Regions from separate parts of the Oryctolagus cuniculus genome. Here region 1 is linked to region 2. The links are chromatin contacts, called in public Hi-C maps. All regions are on one chromosome and are shown on one strand. Each heading gives the region's core, a stretch centred on a gene start, on an enhancer-like site or on the middle of the called end of the contact. The rest is flanking DNA. Distances are from core to core; before and after follow the strand shown.

Region 1 (3,495 bases), core at 195-2,694, 210 kb after region 2:
TGAACCTTGACTGTGCTTTGTGCTAAGGGATGCGTCTCATGCCAAGGGGTGCAGCAAACGATGGGGGGGGGGTGGCCTCACAAAAGTCCATGGAAACAGGCCTGGGCTTCTAATTCCACTTCTCATGAAGCACCCTGTATTGGGAGGCCAACGGGCTGCTCTCGGTAGCCTTACTGCTTTCCTGCAGGATGGGACCCAAGGGCGACTGGTGAGCGGGGTAATTCGTAAGCTTCTTGCTTCCTTTGCTCAACCCAGCCTGTTCAAATCTTCTCCCTAAAATATAAGGCTTTCTTTTTTTTTTTTTTTTTTTTTTTTTTTTTGCTTGGGAAAAACAATAGGACTGAAAGTAAACTTCTGGTTTCTCCTATGTTCCAGTAAAACAGTCTGCTCTGAGTCAGTGAGTGAAAGAATAACACAGGAAGGCAGATTCCGTCATGAAAAAGCCCACAAAAGGGACAGAAAATATTTTTTTTCAAAGGGAGAAGCATGAACAAAATGATGGGGAAGATACAAAATAGAAGAACAGAGAAGAAGAAAGAGGAAGTAGAAATTAAGGAAGAAAAAAATCTTGACGCTATTTCATCTCCCATTCATTTCTGCGGGAACAGAAGGCGACACTGCAAGCGGCCCTCTCTAGCCCAGCTCGCTCTCCAGGACTGCAACGCAGCACACTGATTTTTCCCCCGAACCTGGACCGCGGAGGACCCGGATTGCTGGCGGGCAGCTGTGTTCTGCTGTCTTTGTCTCCCCCTCTGCCTCTACCCGGGTGTGCTGTGCAGATGAGGCACTCAAAGTACATTGATCAATAACTTGAGAGCGATGTCTGCACTTGCAAAGTGACAGGTGGAATTGAGAGAGTTTAGAGAAGCAAAGGAGACTTTTAAAAAATAGCCTTAAGGCTGGCGCCGCAGCTCAATAGGCTAATCCTCCACTTAGCGGCGCCGGCACACCGGGTTCTAGTCCCGGTCGGGGCGCCGGATTCTGTCCCGGTTGCCCCTCTTCCAGGCCAGCTCTCTGCTGTGGCCAGGGAGTGCAGTGGAGGATGGCCCAAGTGCTGGGGCCCTGCACCCCATGGGAGACCAGGAGAAGTACCTGGCTCCTGCCATCGGATCAGCGCGGTGTGCCGGCCGCGGCGACCATTGGAGGGTGAACCAACGGCAAAAAGGAAGACCTTTCTCTCTGTCTCTCTCTCTCACTGTCCACTCTGCCTGTCAAAAAAAAAAAAAAAATAGCCTTACATAGTCTACATGAATAAAAGATCTATGCCTTTGGGCCAGACCCCCGGCTCCCTGGGTTCAATACTTCGATCCAGGGGGATTAACAAAGGCCATGCACCCACACCAGCTGGGTCACTGGTTCACGGCCCAGCTCTCCACTTGGCTGGGACAGATTCCATAAGCGAAAGCTTCCTGCTCCTGACTCTACTTTCCAAGTAGGTGCTGTGCCACAGTGATAGCCCCACCTCCCTGGGCAGGGCTGGGAAACGCTACCTTAGCACGGTTGTCCCCGCACCCCCACCACCCATGATCTATGGTGGCCGTGCACCCCCACCATGGTCCATGATGGCCACTCAACTCCAGACCCCTCATGGGAGTTTGGCCAAAGGGCTCCGAGCCAGGTGTTTTGGGGTGTTTCATTATGTAAGTGAGATAAATCACAGAAAACGTGAGAGGAACATAACGTCTACTACAGGCTGCCCTGGGCTTTCTTTTCCTGCCTTATTCCGGACTGCTATGACCAAGTCGCCCGGAGGCCGCAGCCTGTGTTCAGTGTATCTGAGAATCAGTTTCCCTCTGCCCCTCCAGGTGCCCTGGGGGTACCTCCGTGGTTCCCAAGAGCCTCTGCCCCCTCCCTCCCCTTGGCCCATCCTTTGGGGAGATCCTTCACCAAAGCCCAGTCCTGTTGTAATGAGTACCTTGTGACACCTTAATAGACATGGGAGGTTCACAATAATGGAGAACTTTGACCTAGTCTTAGGAACAGGTGGCGATAAATGCACTAGGACCCCAATTTCCCTCACTTCCCTGGAGAAAGTCCCAAGAGTTAGTCCATTCCTGATGATGGCAGCAAGAGACGGTCATTTGATCGTTAGAGAAATAATCAAATTAACTGAGAGACTAGAGGCAGGTGTTTAGCTAGCATTAACTGCTGGCAACCAAGCAGTAGCTGCTGGTTAGGATACCTTCATTCCACATCGGAGTGCCTGGGTTCCATGCCCGGCTCGGGTTCCAGACTCCAGCTTCCCGCCAATGCAGGTCCCGTCAGGCAACAGAGATGGTTCAAGTCATTGAGTTCCTGCCACCCACGTGGGGGACCTGGATTGTGCTGCTGGCAATCCTGGCCCCGCCCCAGCTATTGAGGACGTCTGAGGAGCGAACCAGTGGATGGAGGCCCTTTTTCTCTGCCTCCCAAATAAATAAATGAATATGTATTTTAAAATGAGGAGGCCAGTTCCTTTCCATTTCCCTCACATATCAATGATATTTTAGTGAATAAAGGCAAACGATTACTTATGTGTGTTTAACTTTCTTAATTGAAGAGGGGACCGTGTCCTAAGTGACAAAAATGATCTCCCCTTTTTCTTTCCTAAGGAACTGAGCTGGGTGTTTTCTCAAAAAATATCTCCTATGTTTCACGTGTGTGCACGCACACACTCACGCCCATTGACATCCTTTCTGCAGAGGGTCAGCCTTGCTGTTTTCTCTCCCAAAAACATCCTTTCAGCACTGGCCTACCTGAGCGCAGGTGATGTCCCCTCTCTCCCCTAAAGTCTACCCACCATGCAGCCTGCGATGGGGACCTCTCTCCAAATTCCAGGGAGGGCAGAGCTTTCTTAAAAAAAAAAAAAAAAATCCACACTTTTTAAAAAATAGTGACTCTGGGCGCCCTCTGCTGTCTGTTCTAAGTTCTTCATCTGCAAAGAAAGGAAAACCCGGAGTCAGCCAGGAAATACTGAAAGCGCATGCGTGCACACACACGTGGCCGCACATACAGGCACACAGCCACCATCTGGGGTAGGCAGTTCAAAGCCTGAGCTCCAGCATCAGCCTGTGCTCTCCCACTCCCTAGTTTCATACCCATGGGCAAAGAACCCATCTGCACTTGAGTCTCTCTATCTGTGAAATGGGAGGATAGTAATGTGTGGGTTTTCCTGAGGATTAAATGAGATAATACACACATGCTCCACCCAGAGCCTGAGTAAGTCTTAAGATAGGGCAGCTGTTTTTTTTTCCCCCACTGTTATTTCTTCTATTTTATGAACCTTAGCATATTAATTCTGTGTTGAATTCCCTGTCACCCAAGCCCGGATGTCTCAAAGAAACAATCATACTCATTCAAGGTGGAACCGGCACTTCCCCCACCTGCAGGGAGCTGCTTGGTTCTCTCCCGGCTTCCCCCTGGGTAGCCCCTGTGTTCACTTGCCTCTGCATGTGGCCTCTCTTGTCAGCAGCCACAGCCCTCCCATGAGCTGACACCAGTCCAAGCTCACAGCCA
Region 2 (3,378 bases), core at 687-3,186:
GTCAAAGAAGACTCAATTCTGAGAGCAAGCCATTGGTTCTAAGGATTAAATATCAGTTATTTTAATTTTCTAGGAAAGGAGGTGGCGGGAACTATACTGGAATGAAATTGAGATTGCAAGGAACACAGAAGGTGGTGGATGCAGAACGTTCAATAGTTTTGATAAAAAGAAGAGAGAGAGAGGGAGGGCGGGAGGGAGGGAGAGAGAGATGGGTTTAACTGGAGAGGAGTTGCCCGGATGAGCCCTGTTGTAAGTTTAAGGGAAATTTGGGTGTTTTTCTAAGCAAGGGAGAAGTTGGAAAGAGGAGAAGAGAAAGTGGAACTGAAGAAGAACACTGGTCATTGACAGAGCGATGGGTGGGAAGGGTTCTCAAGGGCGAGCGGATGACTGATCTCCTTTGAAAAGGGGAGGAGATAGCGGCTATTTTAGAGTGTAGGTAAGGGGAGTGGTGTCAGATCGTGGTGAATGACCTGGATCTTTTTGTCAGTGAAGTTGGGGGCAACAGCATTGTATAGAGCGGGACGTGGGGCGGGGGGAGTGAGGACGGAGAAGTGAGTGGGAACCTGAGGACTGGAATGTGAGACAGCCTTTGGCAGGGGCTTGAGAGGGAGTGACCAAAGTGCTCCAGCTGAGGACGGATCCTCTGGCTCCACAGGAGAAGCAGCCTGCGTGGGGACAGGCCATCCGCCGGCACCGCCCAGCAGCTGCTCCGAGCAGGACAGAGCAGAACAGCTGCCCACACGAACGCCCACGGCTGGGGACCTCTGGGGCCTTGGTCCAGCTGCTTCCAGTTTGCCTGGTTGTATCTGCTGCACAGCTCAAGTTCTCTGCTTTGCTGATCACGGTGCACTCCGGACTGAGAAGACATGGCACAGCCTGTCATAGAGATGTGCGGCGTGTAATGGGCAGATACAGAAAGGATGTGAAGTCTCTTTGGCAAATTTTAATGCGAACAATTGAAGATTCAGTTGATGGGGCTGGAATTGTGACATAGTGGGTAAAGCCATGGCCTGCGACACCAGCATCCCATATGGGCACCGGTTCATGTCCTGGTTGCCCCACTTCTGATCCAGCTCCCTGCTAATGGCCTAGAAAAGCAGCAGAGATTGGCCCAAGTGCTTGGGTTCCTGCCACCCATGTGGGAGACCCAGATGAAGCCCCTAGCCCCTGGCTCTCGGCTTCTGCCTGGCCCAGCCCTGGCTGTTGCAGCCATTCGGGGAGTGAACCAGCAGGTGGAAGATTTTCCTGCTCTCTGACTCTCCCTCTCTCCCTACAACTCTGACTTTCAAATAAATAAATATTTTTTTTTTAAAGTTGTTGGCTGGCGCTGTGGCTTACTAGGCTAATCCTCCACCTGTGGCACTGGCATCCTGGGTTCTAGTCCCAGTTGGGGCGCCAGTTCTATCCTGGTTGCTCCTCTTCCAGTTCAGCTCTCTGCTGTGGCCCAGGAAGGCCGTGGAGGATGGCCCAGGTCCTTGGGCCCTGCACCCACATGGGAGACCAGGAGGAAGCACCTGGCTCCTGGCTTCAGATTGGCGCAGCGCACCAGCCGTAGCAGCCATTTGGGGGGTGAACCAACGGAAGGAAGACCTTTCTCTCTCTCTCTCTCTCTCACTCTCTCACTGTCGAACTCTGCCTGTCAAAAAAAAAAAAAAAGTTGTTGATTAGCACTGCTTATCACATAAAGATGCCAATCCCCTCTTTATAATTCAGCCCATGTGAAATAAAAAGCTAACAATCAACATAAAAACCAATCACATTCTGTGGAAAAAATTTCCAAGAAGATAGGAAACAGTACAGGGCTGGGGCTTGAAAGAATTGGGTTCCAGTCCAGCGCTGCCACCATCCGTGTGACCTAGGCAAGGCACTCTCACTCTGGGGCCTGAATCACTCGTTTGTGAAATGTGATGACTGGGAGGGCTCACCTCTCCCACAGTTGCATAGCTTCCAACCCCTGGAGAGCTTCCCCTGTGAGCGCCACACAAGTTGGACACTAGGGGTCACGTTCAGATAGCCGCTCACAGGCACGTCTGTTGGAGCTGCTAAGCACGTCCCACTTCCTTCTGAGACGGTCCTCGGCGTGCTTACGTGGAATGGTGTTGTCTCCCTTTCTGGCTGGCTGCGAACTCGGGGGGCAGGGGAGTGAGAAGCTCGGGTTTCTCTGACTCACTGCTACGCCTTTGGGTTTGTGCTATTTTCTTCTTTTCACACAGGCCCCCCGATTTAGGCCAGTCTCTCACTTGCGAGGCACAGGAACTCTTCCTGAAGCTTCCATATTTCCCATCCACCAATACGCCTTCGTGGCTGGGTGGGAAAAAACAGAAAGCAGACAAACCCAGAGCTGCCTTGCAGGAGCGCCATTTGACAGCTCCTCACGGAATGGCCCACCTCTCCCCCGCAGCTGGCTTCACGGCTGATTCTGCTTTCAGAAGCCGGCTAGTGGGGCCGGCTCCTTCCCCACTTTCTCCATCGTCTTCCTGTCTGAGCGTCCCTCTCTAGCCCCAGGCCCTTTGCCTCATCTTCACGCTCAATTCTCAGGGAAGACGGGAAATGAAAGAGTAGTCCTATGGGAAAGGAGGATGCTAGAAGCCACGCCCACCCTTAGCAGCAGTACTTTCTTGCATCTGTTCAATGCTCTTCAGAATGTTTGCACCTCACTTGTGGCGTTCCTTCCCCACCCATTTCCCACGGGGAGAAGAACTGGCTTGGAGAAGCCGACAAAACACGCACCCTGGCACCCCGGACTGTGGCTGACCCTGCTTCTCACCGGCTGTGTATCTCCTGGCAAGTCGCGCTCTCCCATGAGCCTAATCTTCCTCACCTGGAAAGTGTGGCCGTGAATGCCACCCCTGCCCACTGGGCAATTAGGAAGAGGACCGGTTCTCAGCCTCCTGTAACCAGTGCACCGTGCTCAGCCTCCCGGATGGGAGTGTAAGAGAAGAGCCCGCCCCAGGGTTAGGACTTACTCCTAGGCAGAGTCACTGTCCTGGCTGCTCCCTCCCCACCAGAGTCCTGTGTTCTGAGATATCTGGACAGCCTTTAAGAAAGTCAGGAGGACACTGTATTTCCTTCTTCCAAGTCTGGGACAGCCTGGAGACCGGGACTCCCTGCTCTCCAGTTCTGGGACCTAGACTGATAGTCCTCTCCTCTCCCATCCTGTTATTTTTCTCTCCAGGAGTCCCAGTGCCTCCCTAAAGGCATCTCATGCCCCAGGGGAAGGGCGCCCAGGTGAGGAACCCAGGGGCTGCACAGTGGACCAAGGCTTCAAGTCCTCTGCCTTCCACTGGTGCTTTTGTTCTGCTGTAGCTTTGTGCTGATTCCTCCGAAGTCGGGAGCTGTCTAAAGATACCCTCCAGGTCTTCTCCACACTTAGAATAC

The links. A called contact is a pair of places that touch in the nucleus more often than the background predicts.
Region 1: a Hi-C map of an unstated tissue shows a contact between it and region 2, with 3 times the contacts expected there. The contact joins two enhancer-like sites. A contact is called at or near these places in 2 of 6 Hi-C or Micro-C datasets (psoas muscle and an unstated tissue).

What each region holds. Positions count from the first base shown.
Region 1 is chr14:38,609,112-38,612,606 of mOryCun1.1, forward strand. No RefSeq gene overlaps it. Among named protein-coding and RNA genes, the nearest start is that of MRPS27, 45 kb to the right of the region's middle. Within about 2 kb of position 1,445, at least 1 of the 8 cell types and tissues checked has an H3K27ac peak or open chromatin away from gene starts, as enhancers often do.
Region 2 is chr14:38,399,620-38,402,997 of mOryCun1.1, forward strand. No RefSeq gene overlaps it. Among named protein-coding and RNA genes, the nearest start is that of ZNF366, 68 kb to the right of the region's middle. Within about 2 kb of position 1,937, at least 2 of the 8 cell types and tissues checked have an H3K27ac peak or open chromatin away from gene starts, as enhancers often do.